Regions from separate parts of the Sus scrofa genome. Here regions 1 and 2 are each linked to region 3. A link is a contact called in public promoter capture Hi-C data. All regions are on one chromosome and are shown on one strand. Each heading gives the region's core, a stretch centred on a gene start, on an enhancer-like site or on the middle of the called end of the contact. The rest is flanking DNA. Distances are from core to core; before and after follow the strand shown. Region 1 holds the start of EID3 (EP300-interacting inhibitor of differentiation 3). Region 2 holds the start of C5H12orf73. Region 3 holds the start of C5H12orf45 (chromosome 12 open reading frame 45 ortholog).

The links. Promoter capture Hi-C pulls out the DNA fragments that hold promoters and counts their contacts.
Region 1: a contact with region 3 is called in a promoter capture Hi-C map of liver, with 5 times the contacts expected there. The contact joins the promoter of EID3 here to the promoter of C5H12orf45 in region 3. A contact is called at or near these places in 1 of 5 promoter capture datasets (liver) and 1 of 2 datasets of contacts at active chromatin or transcription factors (alveolar macrophages).
Region 2: a contact with region 3 is called in a promoter capture Hi-C map of fetal liver, with 4 times the contacts expected there. The contact joins the promoter of C5H12orf73 here to the promoter of C5H12orf45 in region 3. A contact is called at or near these places in 2 of 5 promoter capture datasets (fetal liver and liver) and 1 of 2 datasets of contacts at active chromatin or transcription factors (skeletal muscle).

What each region holds. Positions count from the first base shown.
Region 1 is chr5:80,231,952-80,236,849 of Sscrofa11.1, reverse strand. EID3 (EP300-interacting inhibitor of differentiation 3) reads left to right here and starts at 2,283. Exons shown (of 1, transcript XM_021092633.1): 1 at 2,283-4,898.
Region 2 is chr5:80,501,295-80,505,804 of Sscrofa11.1, reverse strand. It overlaps C5H12orf73, which reads right to left and starts at 1,565. Exons shown (of 4, transcript XR_002344189.1): 1 at 1,407-1,565; 2 at 983-1,100.
Region 3 is chr5:79,572,925-79,577,757 of Sscrofa11.1, reverse strand. It overlaps C5H12orf45 (chromosome 12 open reading frame 45 ortholog), which reads left to right and starts at 1,760. Exons shown (of 4, transcript NM_001244659.1): 1 at 1,760-1,939; 2 at 3,828-3,914. The coding sequence starts at 1,825.

The sequences.
Region 1 (4,898 bases), core at 1,034-3,533, 660 kb before region 3:
ATATACTCAGTTTTCCTTAAACATGACAAACCAAAATCTAAGTGGGACAAAGGGGAATTTGTCACTTCTTTTCAGTATTAGTCAGGATGGACTAGATGTTTCCTTTAAAAGCCTGATCACTTCCTTTACAGAATCGCCAGACTGACTAATCCATTACCTTAGGGCAGTGGCTCCCAAACTACTGCTCACTGGAATCATCCAGGGAATTTTTAAAAACTCAGATGCTCAGGTCGCACCCAATACCAATTACATCAGAACGTCCGGGGGTGGGAGCCAGGCGTCAGTATTTTTAAAGACCTCGCATGATTACAACCGGTAGCAAAGTTCAGGAGTCACTGCCCGAGGGCATAGTCCGGTTTTGCTCAGTTAAGACACGTTCTTTTGGTTCTGGTTCCAAACATTCCTTAAATTGCATTTGCTCCTTTCCTGGGTTGGGGGCGCTGTGAGCGGGAAGTGGACGTGCTGTCACCCAATTAGGAGATCCCACTTTGCTAAGCCCATCAGCCAGGCGCCAGGGCTGCACGAGGAGTGGATTTTTGCTTTGTCATTCTGACTCTGGCGGTTTGCCCGCCCATTCAGGGGAGGGCGTGGCTTCTCCGAGCCTCTGGGAACCGGCCTCCCTTTCCCTTCAGTCGTCTCCGGTCCCGCATTGCATCGGATCGCGAGGTGGTGGGGCGCGTCAGAGAGGCGCCTGCTGCCCAACAGCTCGCGTTCCTGTAAGCTTCGGGCTCACCAAAAACGGAGGAAGCCCCGGGCCTCCCGCTGCGAGAACCCCGGGCCGAGAGCATCCGCCTGCCGGTGCGTTGCGAATGCGGAGCGAGGAGAGATGTTTGAGGGCGGGTCTGAGTAGGGGTGAGGCTTTATTGAGGCGGGTGAGCGTCTTGGCCGCATTCATTGTTTCGCCGGGTGGGTGAAAGCTTAGCGTGCGTGGAGGTGAGGCCGGCCCCCTGTCGGCCGGAGGTTTCCTTCCTCTAGCTCGTCTCCGTAGAGGCAGTGGGCAGAATATCGGAGGAAATGGACTTTTGTATCATTTCTTAGTGCACGGGTGTTGAAATGCAGGTAATAAGGTGATGAATAGATTGACAGACCCTTCTCAACATTAAGAGAGTTTAAGCAAGCCTCAAGGAATTTTCACACCATTGAATCTTCAGAAATCGTGAGAGGTTGGCAGATCATGCTTTCTGTGTGTGCAAGCGGGGAGACTAAGGCTCAGACTCCCGTGACTTTCCCCAGGCCGGCAAACGAGACAACTAAGAGGAACCCGTGCTTATCTCCCTGTATCAGGCAGTACCCGCTAAGCGTTAAAGGCTTCACCACACTGCCTGGTTTGACTCCTGGCTCTGCTGTTAACTAACTCTGGTTGCTTGAATTTGGGCAAGATAGGGGGTTTTTGGTGCCTCAGTTTTCTTATCTGTGAAATGGACCTGATAGGAGCGACTTCGAAAGGGTAGTTAGATTAAGTGTTAATCTATGCAACGCATTACAGAAGCGTTTTTATCATCAAACAACTGTACTTTGGGGTGCAGGTGTGGTTTTTGTCTCATGAATGGACCTCATGTCAGTATCAATGGAGTCTATTTTTAATTCTCACTGACTGACTCATTCTCTACCTGAGTTCACTCGTTTGTAAATTTGGACCGGTTTCACCCAGCCTGTCAGGTAGGGTGTTGCTGTATTATTTCAAGGTTCTTAAAGCACCCGTAAGTGGGCAGCGTGGGCTTCATTTTACCCCATGTTTTCAAACTTCAAAGAAACATTGGAAGTTGGTTTTTGGCACTCTGTATAGATGCAGAGTTCAAAGGCAGATTGAGTTGGAAGGTGTTTTTTGAAAAGTTGAGATAACTGTGCCCTAAGCTTCCTTTTGAGGCGTTTCTGAATTCGGGACCCACTGGGGACGTGTGACGTCTATTTTAGCGAGACTTGCCCTTTCCTGGGGTCTGCCTGGCGTTTGCGGCTGGCCGCGAGGCCGTCCCGGTCCTCCCGCCCGGGACCCGACCCTTGGCCGGCCTCGGTCAAGGTCAGGCGGGGCCCGGGACGGAGGGGCGGTCGCGCGGTGGGGGGGGGGGAGTGCAGTTGGGGACGCGGAAGCCCCGCCCCCGCCGCGCACTTCCCGCCGCCGCCCGGGGCGGAAAGACTGACCGGCTTCGCTCTGCTTTTGTGCCACAGAGGACGGGCGGGGCCTCGAGAGAGCGCTCTCCGAACTGACCTCGGAAACCGACGTGCCCGTTGTGTTTGTGAAGCGGCGAAAGATAGGCGGCCATGGTCAAACCCTGAAGGTAGGTGGGCGAGCTTTACGTCTCTGTAATGCGCCTGAACGGGGAACCGGCTCTTGGGGCCGGTGGTGGTCTCAGCCCTCCTCTCCAAGCCCGGGTGACCGGGAGCGGACCTCCCACCGAGCACATCCTTAGAAATGAGAAGGACGCGCGGGGCCAGCTCACGTGTTCATCGATGTTGATGAGACATACTTTTCAGAACGGGAAGCTTGGACGAGCGGATGGACCTATTTTCAGCTTTGAAAATAGGTTTTTAAACGTCCTTTTTTTCCTCCTTGCCTTGTTCTTTCTCTCCTAGTAACTCTATAAATAACTTAAAAATTTTTAGCAGCCGTGTACCTGCCGAATGTGAGTGTTTAGAGAAGTACTGCGAAGGGTGGATCAGGAAATGCTTATCTCTGTCCGTCCCTCTCATCTTCCTCTGTAATTTTCAGGGAGGGAAACCTGGAAACCCCAGGCTCAGGGGAGAGCGACCAGCAAGCCCTTAGAGCGAGTTCCTTACCCTTCAGGGGTTGCTTTTCTAGCCTTGAGTTAACAGCTGGGTAGAAGCATAGGCGAAGAAGAAATCTTTGCTTCGGCTGGTGGCGAGGGTGGTAGTGGCAGTCCTCCCTGGGCCCACGCACGAGGTCATGGCCCACCAGACGGGAGAAAGGCTGAGAGGCTGGGTGCACGTTAGCGGGATTTGCAGCCTGGTGATAGTCCACCTCTGGTGTGGTTGGTGACCAAGTTAGAAAGCCTCATCCCATCACTGTGATACATCTGCTTTAATTGTCTTTTTGTATTGAAGTAATTTTTAAGAAATGGAAGTCATACTGGAACATTGCCTTCTTAGAATTAAGCCTGAGGCCTCAGTTAAATGTAAAAGGTGTATTTAGATGGGTGCACATTCAGGAAGCAGGTAACAGTTAACTTGCATTTTTATTTACCATGTTTTCGTTCCTCTAAAAGAATCTTACCTTTTTGAAGAATGGGTATAGGAAATGAAGAGAGACTTGGAAGACAAATAGCACATTAATGGAAAATACTTAAAGGAGCTAAAAAGACTTTTAGCTTGATGTAAAATATGTTGTATTACTCAGACCTTTAGTTTGCAAGTAAAATGAGACAAAGTTCTATCAATATTCCTTCCTGTCTGATCTCTTTTCTCCACCTGTGTCATAAACAGATGGTCATGATTTTAACACCAGTGGGAGTAAAAAGGATCACTTTATATATAAGCTTTACATCCACTTAACTGATGAGATCTGATGTTTTCATTTCTATATTATCATAGTTAATTTCAGACATTTAGTGAAGTGCAATGTCAAGATTAAAGCATACCACCAAGTTATAATTAAAATTTTAAAAAGTTATTTATCACATCTCTTTTAAGCACACTTATCACTCTCTGTATCATTTGATTTATTTTTGGATTTTAATGAGTACTAAGAAATGAAAGAAGACACAAGGTAATGAGGCTTACTGCTTTGAAACTGTTCGTGAATTTCCAGCCAGTTGTTGCCCACATTTAGGAAGAAGCGGTAGGTTCTAAAATTCTTTAGGGAACACCAGGTTTGAGTGGAGAAAGGCATTATTTAGCAGAGAATGGAGTGCTTATAGGATTAGTGTTATCATCCTAAAGTCCACACCTTAAAAAAGGTAAAGATTTCCTGCTTTGATGCAACTTAAATAACGCAGAGGGAGCTTGTTAAAATACTGCTTTTCTTTTCTAAATGTTGTTTTCTTTTCTAAATGTTGTTTCTTCCTTTGTCTTCCTTTCTCCTCAATAAGCAACAGCAGCAGCAAAGCCTCCCTTGCTTTCACAGTGTACTCTAGAAGACCAGGGAGTGTGGTCCTGGAAGGAACTGATAATTTAGGTGGCTAACTACAGAATGAAGGCTTTAAAGAAGTGTATTTCAAAAACCTGTAGACTGTGTCACGTGCAAAGGATCCCCTGGAGTGCTTGTTAAACCTGCATGCCTGGGGTTTAGCTGAGGTCTTGTTCATTGAACCCTCTGGAAGGGGCTGGGATCTGCCTTTCAATTTATTTTTTTACAAGCCCCCCTCAGGTAGTTCTCGTGATAAATATCACATTTGAACCTTACTTTAATGTATAAAGTTATTTGGACACAGTTAGTTGCTACATAATTAGAAATGGAGAAAACCAAATAAAAAACTGCTCTTTAATTCCTAAAAGATACTAGTTAGAAGATAGCAAATAGAAACTCAACAGGCATGTAACACTTCCTACCTGAATAGAAAAACAGGGCGGAAGTTCCCGTTGTGGCGCAGTGGGTAACGAATCCGACTAGGAACCATGAGGTGGCGGGTTCGGCCCCTGCCCTTGCTCAGTGGGTTAACGATCCGGCGTTGCCATGAGCTGTGGTGTAGGTTGCAAACACAGCTCAGATCCCGAGTTGCTGTGGCTCTGGTGTAGGCCGGTGGCTACAGCTCCGATTCAACCCTTAGCCTGGGAACCTCCATATGCCGAGGGAGCGGCCCAGAAATAGCAAAAAGCCAAAAAAAAAAAAAAAAAAAAAAAAGAAAAACAGGGAACCTGTCTGTGGCCAGGGCTTGCATGTCCATGTGTGAAATTGGAACTAGTGAATTACTAAATTCTAAGAACTATGAAGAGAGTTCCCTTTT
Region 2 (4,510 bases), core at 316-2,815, 930 kb before region 3:
CAGGTGGGGCTCTAAAAATGAAATGATATGAAATGAAATGAAACGAAATGAAATAATAAAATAGAATAAAAATAAAATAATAAATTCCTCTCTCTTGGAGTTCCCATCGTGGCTCAGCGGAAGTGAATCCGACTAGTATCCTTGGCCTTGCTCAATGGGTTAAGGATCCAGCGTTAGTGTGATCTGTGTAGGTCGAAGACAGGGCTGGGATCCTGTGTTGTTGTGGCTCTGGTGTAGGTGGGCAGCTACAGCTCCAGTTTGGCCCCTAGCCTGGGGATATCCACATGCTGCGGGTATGGGCCCAAAAAGACAAAAATAAATAAATTCCTCTCTCCTTTGAATGCCCATATTCACTCCTTCAGTCAACAAATATTTATTGAGCATCTACTACATTCTAAGCTCTTTTCTAGGTGACTGAAATACAAGAGTGAACTAGACAGGCACAGTCCCTCCCTGGAGACTTCATTTTAGCAGAGGAAACAAAGAGGAAGTAAAAAGACAGGAATAAAATAATTACAAATCACGACATGTGTTCTATGGAAACCAAGGCCTTGTATAGAACAGCAGAGGAAGAATCCTTTAGGAGCTGTCCAAAGGACCTTCATTGCTAGAGGAGATAATTCGAGTGGAGACTTGAAATTTTGAAGAAAACCAAGCCAAGATCTGGGAGAAAAGCATTCCAAGAAGCATGACCTTGAGGGAACAGGCTTGATGAGTCTGAGAAACAGGAAGAAGAAACGGTGTGGCTGCAACACAGGGGAAAGGGGCAAATGGTGTAAAATAAGGCCAGTGGCAGGCAGGTGCCAGACGGCGTAAAACCCGAAGACTGTGTAAGAGCAGGCCAGCATGGCTCTAAAGGCAATAGGATGACACCATACGGTTTTAGAACCCGGACAGACGTGCTCCTAATTTCAAGATCACTTCTGCTGCTGTGAGAATGGAGTAGTCCAGGAGTGAGGCGCGAGGACCCTCCCGCACTCACCAGGTCCGGCCGGTAGTACCTGTGCACCACCTCCGCGCCGGCGCACATGGCCAGGAGACTGGCGGCGAACATTTTCAGGTAGGACGTCCAGGACACGCCCGCAGGCATGGTCGGCGGGCTGGACGGGGAGGGAAAGCGGACGGTGTTAGAAAGTTCCCAGGTCCCGACCAAGCTGTGAGGGGAAACGAGTCCCTCTGCAGCGCAGGGGCGGAGTCAGAGCACCTGGGTCCTCAATTATGAGAGGAGGGCAGTGAGCGCACGAACGCCCTCTGGAGGCGGAAGACCAGCCTTCGGTGGGTTCTTAGTGTTGGGGCCGGGCCTTCAGAGTTTACAGGCAGCGCCAGCGGAGCGAAAGGAAGGCAGCGTCGGGCGGTTTACCGCGCCGCGAAAGCTCCGAGAGATGAGGGAGTGCACACCTCACTACCTGGCCTATAGGGTCGCTCCAGGGGAGACTGTACCGCGAGCTGCACAGGCCGTCGGCAGCGTGTCGAGGGCGGCGCAAGGGCGTTCGGGAGCCCGAGCAGGCGGGCCGGACCCAAAGTGCAGGGGATGCGGCCCTCCCCGGACCGGAAAGCCGGGTTGCTGCCGGCGCGGGCACGTGACCCAGGCGGAAGTGAGGCTTTTGGCCAGAGCCAGTGTCTTTTTTTGGCGGGGCGGGCGGGGGGGGCGTCTTTTTGCCTTTTCTAGGGCCACTTCCCGTGGCACATGGAGGTTCCCGGGCTAGGGGTCTAATTGGAGTTGTAGCCCCCGGCCTACGCCAGAGCCACAGCAACACGGGATCTGAGCCACGTCTGTGACCTACACCACAGTTCAGGGCAACGCCGCATCCTTAAACCGATGAGCAAGGCCAGGGATCGAACCCTCAACCTCATGGTTCTTAGTCGGATTCGTTAACCACTGCGCCACGACGGGAACTCCCTTTTCTCTCTCTCTCTCTTTTTTTTTTTTTTTTTTTTAAACCAATTCCCAGACTTTTCCTGGCTCTCGGCGCCCTCATCATTCTCCCTCTAGTTAGATTTTTCCTGCAGATGTCTAGTCTCCAGCTCGACTCTGGCTGGATCCTTGCATTATTTCGGCTTTCGCACGCACAGAAAAGGTTGCTCATGTTTAGTACATTTTAGGAGCAGGTGGAGGTTCGCTCACTGAGCTGTGCACGCTTAGGTGAGGTCACCCTACAGTGAGTGAAAGTTAAAAGCTCTCGCTGTCCTTGTCCTGGACAAGTCCTTTGATACCTAAAACAGAGCCAACACAGGCAGCTATGACTTTGTGCTATATTGCTACTGGAGAAGAGGAGGAATGAAATCTACATTATTTAATACATGCTTGTTTAAGATTGTGCGATAGACTGCTTTTTGTTAAGCAAAAGGTTAATTACAAGACAATTCTGAAGGATTAATCTTGGCGTTCCCGTCGTGGCGCAGTGGTTAACGAATCTGACTAGGAACCATGAGGTTGCAGGTTCAACCCCTGGCCTTGCTCAGTGGGTTAAGGATCTGGCGTTGCCGTGAGCTGTGGTGTAGGTTGCAGACGCGGCTCGGATCCCGCGTTGCTGTGGCTCTGGCGTTGGCCGTTGGCTACAACTCCAATTACACTCCTAGCCCGGGAATCTCCATACGCTGCGGGAGCGGCCCTAGAAAAGGCAAAAAGACAAAAAAAAAGAATCTTGTATGTATAATATGCATCATGATACACTCACATTTTTAGAACTATTTTTATGGCAGCATATATGACATTCAGTAAACTGCACATATTTAAAGTATACAATTTAGGAGTTCCCTTCGTGGGGCAGCGGAAACGAGTCGGACTAGGAACCATGAGGCTGTGGGTTCCATCCCTGGCCTCGCTCAGTGGGTTAAGGATCCAGCGTTGCAGTGAGCTGTGGTGTAGGTTGCAGACATGGCTGGCATCTGGCGTTGCTGAGGTTGTGAAGTAGGCCGGCAGCTGCAGATTAGACCCCAAGCCTGGGAACTTCCCTATGCTGCAGGTATGGCCCTAAAAAGACAAAATACAAAAATAAAATAAAATTTTAAAATAATAAAATAAATAAAGTATACAACTTAATGAGCTTTGACATATTTGAACACCTGTGAAACCATTACTACAATCAATATTATGGGAGTTCCCTAGTGGTGCAGCAGGTTAAGGACCCTGCCAATCTCACTGCAGGGGCTGGGGACACTGCCCTGGCCTGGGAACTTCTGGGGGTGGGGGTGGGGAGGCTGCTTTAAAAAAAAAAATGAACACATTCATCAAACCTAAAAATTACTTTGCTGCCTCTTGCTAATTCCTCCCACACAGCCCCATTCCCTAGGCAACCACTGATCTTATTTTCTGTCACTACAGATTACTTTGCATTTCCCAGAATGTTAAAGAAATGGAATCATACAGTATGTACTATTTTCAGCCTAGTTTATTTCTTTTAGAACAGTTCTTTTGAGATTCATCCATATTGTTGCATGTATCAGTTCACTCCTTTGTATTGCTGAGTATGTTTATACCACACAGCTGGCTTAGCCACTCACCTTTGGGGGACATTTTGGTTGTTTCCAGTTTTTGGCTAATACAAATAAAACTGCTATGAACAGTAAAGAGTGCCAGAAAGATGCATATGCAGGCCTGTGAATATATGCTTCCAATTCTATTGGGTACATTGCTAGGAGTAGAATGGCAGCAACATATAGTAGGTATGTATCTAACTGTTTAAGAAACTGCCAAACTGTTTTCCAAAGTAGTTGTACAATTGTACATTCCCACCAAACATCTGAGAGTTCTAGTTTCTCCACATCCTCTCCATCACTGTTTGATTAGTCCTTTTAGTCTTAGCCATTATAAGAGGAGGGTAATGGTATCTCATGACTAATCATGTTGAGACTCACTTGCTTGAATTTTCTTTGGGGAAGTATCTATTGAAGTCCCCAGGCTAGGGATCAAATCGGAGCTGCAGCTGCCCGCCTACACCATGGCCACAGCAACAGCAGATCCGAGCCTTGTCTGTGACCTACACCATGGCTCACAGCAATTCAGGGTCCTTAACCCACTGAGTAAGGCCAGGAATCGAACCCGCATCCTCATGGATGCTAGTCAGATTCGTTACCCCTGAGCCACTATGGGAACTTCCTCCTTTGCACATTTTTTAATTGGATTGTTATTTCTTATGAGTTTTGAATCTTCTTTATATGTTATGGATACAAGTCCTTTATCAGATTTTGATCTACAAATATTTTCTCCCAGTTTATACCTTGTCTTTTTTTTCCTAATAATTTTTGAAAAGTTAATTTTAATGAAGTCCAGATTTAATTTTTCTCTTTAATGGGTCAAGCTTTGGTGTTATACCTAAGAAATCTAACCCAGGGTCACAGATTTTCTCTTGTATTTTCTCCTAGAAGATTTATAGACTTATGTTTTACAGTTAAGTCTATGATCCATTTTGAGTGAAACTTTTTGTATGGTATGAGGTGTGGGCCCAAGTTTTATTTTGTTTTGCATATGGCTATCCAATTGTTCTAGCGCTATTTTTTTTTCATTTTC
Region 3 (4,833 bases), core at 511-3,010:
TCGACCCACACCTGCGGCGCCACAAAATTCTTTAACCCCCTGTGCCAGACTGGGGAGTCAAACCTGCATCCTGGTGAGGCAGAAGTGCCACTGAACCCATTGCACCACAGTGGGAACGCCTCTCCCCATCTTAATTTTTGTCTTACATCCATATTGTCAAAACCTATGAAAATTAAATACTATTCTTTCAACCTTATTCTCACTGTTCCTCCTCAATTCTACTGTAAAATGTTTACCAACAAAACTTGAATTGGATTTCTCCAATTATTTTCTGAATCATATCCTTTACTAAATTCCTCAAGAAGGCTATGGGAACAATATTTCCCAAGTTTTTGCATGTTCATAATGGTTTCTGTCTCTAAAACATGATCATATATCTGACAAGAATATATAAATAACTCATACAACTCAAACTCACCAACAAAACAACCTGAATTAAAATGGGCAATGGATGTGAATATACATTTCTCCCAAGTAGATGTACAAATGACCATTGAACACATGAAAAGATGTTCAACATTACCAATCGTTACAAAAATGCAAATCAAAACTACACTGAATTACCACCCAGGACCAACTAGGATGGCCGCTAATAAAAAAAAGAAATAATGAATGGAAAAAGCATTGGTGAGGATGTGGAGAAACTGGAACCCTTATGCCCTACTGGTGGGAATGTAAGATAATGCAGCTTCTATGGAAACCAGTACAAAGGTTCTTAAAAAGTTAAAAATAGAATTACCAAGTGTTCCCCTCTGTTGTGGCACAGTGGGTTAAGAATCTGACTACAGCAGCTCAGGTTGCTAGAAAAGCATGGGGTCAATCCCTGAAAGGCACAGTGGGTGAAAGAATTCTGGCCTTGCCTCAGCTACTGCTCAGGTTGTAGCTGAGGGCTGGATTCAGTCCCTGGCCCAGGAAATTCCATATGCCACACTGTGGCCGTAAAAACAAACAAAAAAATTTCCACATGGTCGGCTATCACACTTCTGGGTATAAATCCAAAATAATTGAAAGCAGTATCAATATTTGCATAGCTATGTTCACTGCAACATTATTCCCAATATCCAAGGGGAAGCAACCCAAATGTCGATCAAGGAATGCATAGGTAAAGCAAATGTGGTACATGCATGGAACAGAATATCACTCAGCCTTAAAAAAGAAGGGAATCATGTGGTACATGGGTAAGGTTTGAGTACATTGTACTAATAAGTGAAACGTAACAGTTGCAAAAAGATAAATACTGTATGATTCCAATTATATGAAATATCTGAAGTAATTAAATTCATATAAACAGAAATTAGAACGGTGATTGCCAGGGGTTGGAAGCAAGGGGGTGGGGGTTGCTCAATGGACAGAGAATTTCAGTTTTGTAAGATGAAAAGAATTCCAGAGATTTGTCATATAACAACATACAATTAATACTTCTGAATTGTACTTGGTAAATACATTTTAAGATCGTACATTTTATGTTGTGTGTTTTTCTAACCACAATTAAAAAAAAAAAAAAAAACTAAAAAAAAAAAAATGAAGAGGGGTTTGGCCTCCTGGTGCGGCACTTCACGTTCGGATTGGTTTAGCTAAAATCCAGCCTGGCCAGTTCTTTCGTCCAATTACAGGGTCTGTAGAGCCTCCGCCTTCCTTTACCCCTGACAGGAATGGCCTCCTGGCTCTGATAGGTGTCGCCCTCGCCGTTGGGCCGTCCTCGCCCCGCCTTTAGCCCCGCCCCCTCCAATTATCCGCCAATCGGAGTCCTGGCTCCGCCCCTCGCCCTAGCCTATTTCCTGCATCCGGTCCTGGATGGGCTGGCTCTGACAACTGGTGAGCAGCATGGAGGTTCAGTCGGAATCCCAGTCTGGCCCGACCTGTTCGTCGTCCTCCCAGAACCACTCTGGGGTCTCGGTGTCCAAGGAGCTGCTGACGGCGGGGAGCGGCGACCAAGGAGGTGAGGGGCGGGCGGCGGCGGCGGCGGCGGCAGTGGCAGTGGAGGCTTGGGTCGCTCACATGTGGCGGGGGGCGGGGAGTGAGAGCCGACCGGGGCCAGTTGGCGGCTCCCTATCCAGGCCCGGCACCTGACAGGGATCCCCGAAAGTGGCCTCAGGACTCCAGAGTGCCCCACCCACCGCGGGGGTCGGGGCTCAAGGATGGTCCAGGTGTTCCGCACGGTGGTGAGTGCCCACTGCCGAGCGCTGTAGCAAAACATCGCCCCTAAAGGGGCGGCCTTAGGGTCGGTCCTGTGTCCCAAGAGGTGGCTGGTAGGGGGAGCAGAGGAGTATAATGCATTAACCACCCTCTCTCTGTAAATGCTCACAGAGCCACCGTTAGTGCCGCTTTCTTGTAGAGTCTGGTGGGTCCAGGAAATCCACATAGGATTTCAGACAACATAATAGAAAATTAAAAAGCAAGACACCAACCCCAGCTCCATGAGTAATTAGCTGTGAAAGTTCAGGAGAGTTGTTTACATTCTCAATACCCCGGGGTTTTTACATTTGGAAAATGGAGGTAGTAGTACCTGTAAAACTTTTTTTGAAAAGAATGTACCTAAGGTCTCGGCCGTATTGTTTAAATATTACCTTGAAGAAACGATGCTGTGAGAACCCAGAACATCCAAAGTTAAAGTAATACATAAGCTTTAGTAGTGCCTACTATGCCCCAGGAATTGACTCACAAATCCAATCTTCTGCAGTTGCCCTGTGTAAAAGTTCTGTTAGTGCTATTTTATAGATGAGGAAACTGAGTCCTGGTGTCATACAAATAAGTAACTTGCTGGAGATCATGTGACCAGGAAGTGGCAAAGCTGGGATTTGGATCCAGTCATTGTGGCCCCAGGGTCCATGCTCTTTACACTAATCCAGTTGCTAGGCCTAAGGTAGTTGTTTAGGGAATATGAAGCTGAGGGTGAACAGAATTTTTATATCAGAGTGAAGAGATTTTCCAGGTGTTGGAAACCAGGTACACAAAGCCTTGGGTTTTGAAAGACAAGTCTTATTCTCTGAGCTCTAATGGACAGAAGAGAGGGTTGATTTGAGGAATTTTGAATCAGAGTAAATAGGTGGAGTTGAGTGGGGAGAGAGAGCATTTCTCCAAAGGGTTTTTTGTCTAGGTTGGACATCATTACCGAAAGGGAACTAACCAGGCAGGTGTGTTTTATATGAAGAAACAAATGCTCAAAGAGCTTAAGTAATTTTCCCAATAAAATGCAGATGGTAAAGCCTCATTTAACTGTGATTGTACTTTGTACTGCTTCCTGAGTTCTGTCATGGCCAACCTGCATTTGTGGCGGATGGGTTTCTGACCCAGAAAGATGCATTTTGGGTGCATGTATTACTTGGCATTGGTGACACAGATGTATGAGACAGGTTTAAGAAAGGGGAGATCGATATGTGTAAAGAAGTAAAATGTTGTATTAGAACTTGGAGAGCTTCTTGGGGTTTTTTTGTTTGTTTGTTTTTTGTCTTTTTGCCATTTCTTGGGCCGCTCTCACGGCATATGGAGGTTCCCAGGCTAGGGATCCAATCAGAGCTGTAGCCACCGGCCTTTGCCAGAGCCACAGCAATGCAGGATCCGAGCCACGTCTGCAGCCTACACCACAGCTCACGGCAACGCCGGATCCTTAACCCACAGAGCAAGGCCAGGGATCGAACCCACAATCTCATGGTTCTTAGTTAGATTCGTTAACCACTGTGCCACGATGGGAACTCTGGAGAGCTTCTTTGTTAAACAGTGTCTTGGGAAGGGAGGAAAGAATGGTCAAAACCTGAGGGTGGTCTTGGCAAGTTTGCCAGTGGGCTCTTATTCCTTTATGTTTTAATAAATTTAGTGTGTGTTTTCAGGTATATGGGACAAGCTGCTCATCAACTCCAAGCCTAATTCCAGAAAGAATTCCACTCTTCAAACAGTTCGGATAGAGAGGAGTCCCTGTAAGTACCCTTCCCTGTCTCTCTCTTCCTCTCTCTCAAGAACCCTCTCTGTTAAATTTTGCCTTGTCAAGCATTTACGTGATGAGACAATATCTGCCTTTGTGGTCAGATATCAAACCACAGAGAGTCCAGTGAGCAGTTCTTACTTGGGATTTACATCATGAAGTCAGTGCACACTGATGAAATTTCTTGTATTATTCCTCTGCTGTAAGAGGGTAACTTTGCCCAGAAAAACTCCTTATGGGAGAGTGTTTTGGAAAGCAAACCCAATTATTGTTAATCTTCATGGGAATTTTTTTCTAGAGGCTTCTGAGTCTCAAATTTAGTATACATGTATGGAAAAACACCACATCCCATTAAATTGACATAATTACTTAAATGGTAAATGTTACTCATGATGTGACACAACAGGGCCAGTTCTCTTTCTTAATTACTCTGTGACATTGCTCTACTGCACGCTCAAATATAAACCACTCAGACTGTTGAGATAGCTTTCATGTAATACTCAGCATCTGTGTAATTCACTCAATGTTTTTTTTTTTTTAAAAAGGCAAGAATTTGTGAAAACAGTGTAAATGATTCATGAGGTTATCAGGTCTATAAACTAAGAACTTGTGAGTATTCTGAGAGGGGAATTTAACTATAGCATGCACTAAATCTGCAACAGCTAAAATGACTATAAGAGTTCCCGTTGTGGCTCAGTGGCTTAAGAACCTGACAAAGTGTCCTGTCCATGAGGATGCAGGTTCCATCCTTGGTCTCACTTAGTGGGTTAAGGATCCTGTGTTACCACAAGCTTCAGCGTGGGTCACAGATGCACCTCAGATCTGGTTTTGCTCTGGCTGTAGGGTAGGCCTGAAGCTGCAGCTCCAATTCATCCCCTAGCCTGGGAACTTCCATATGCCTCAGGTGTGGCTAT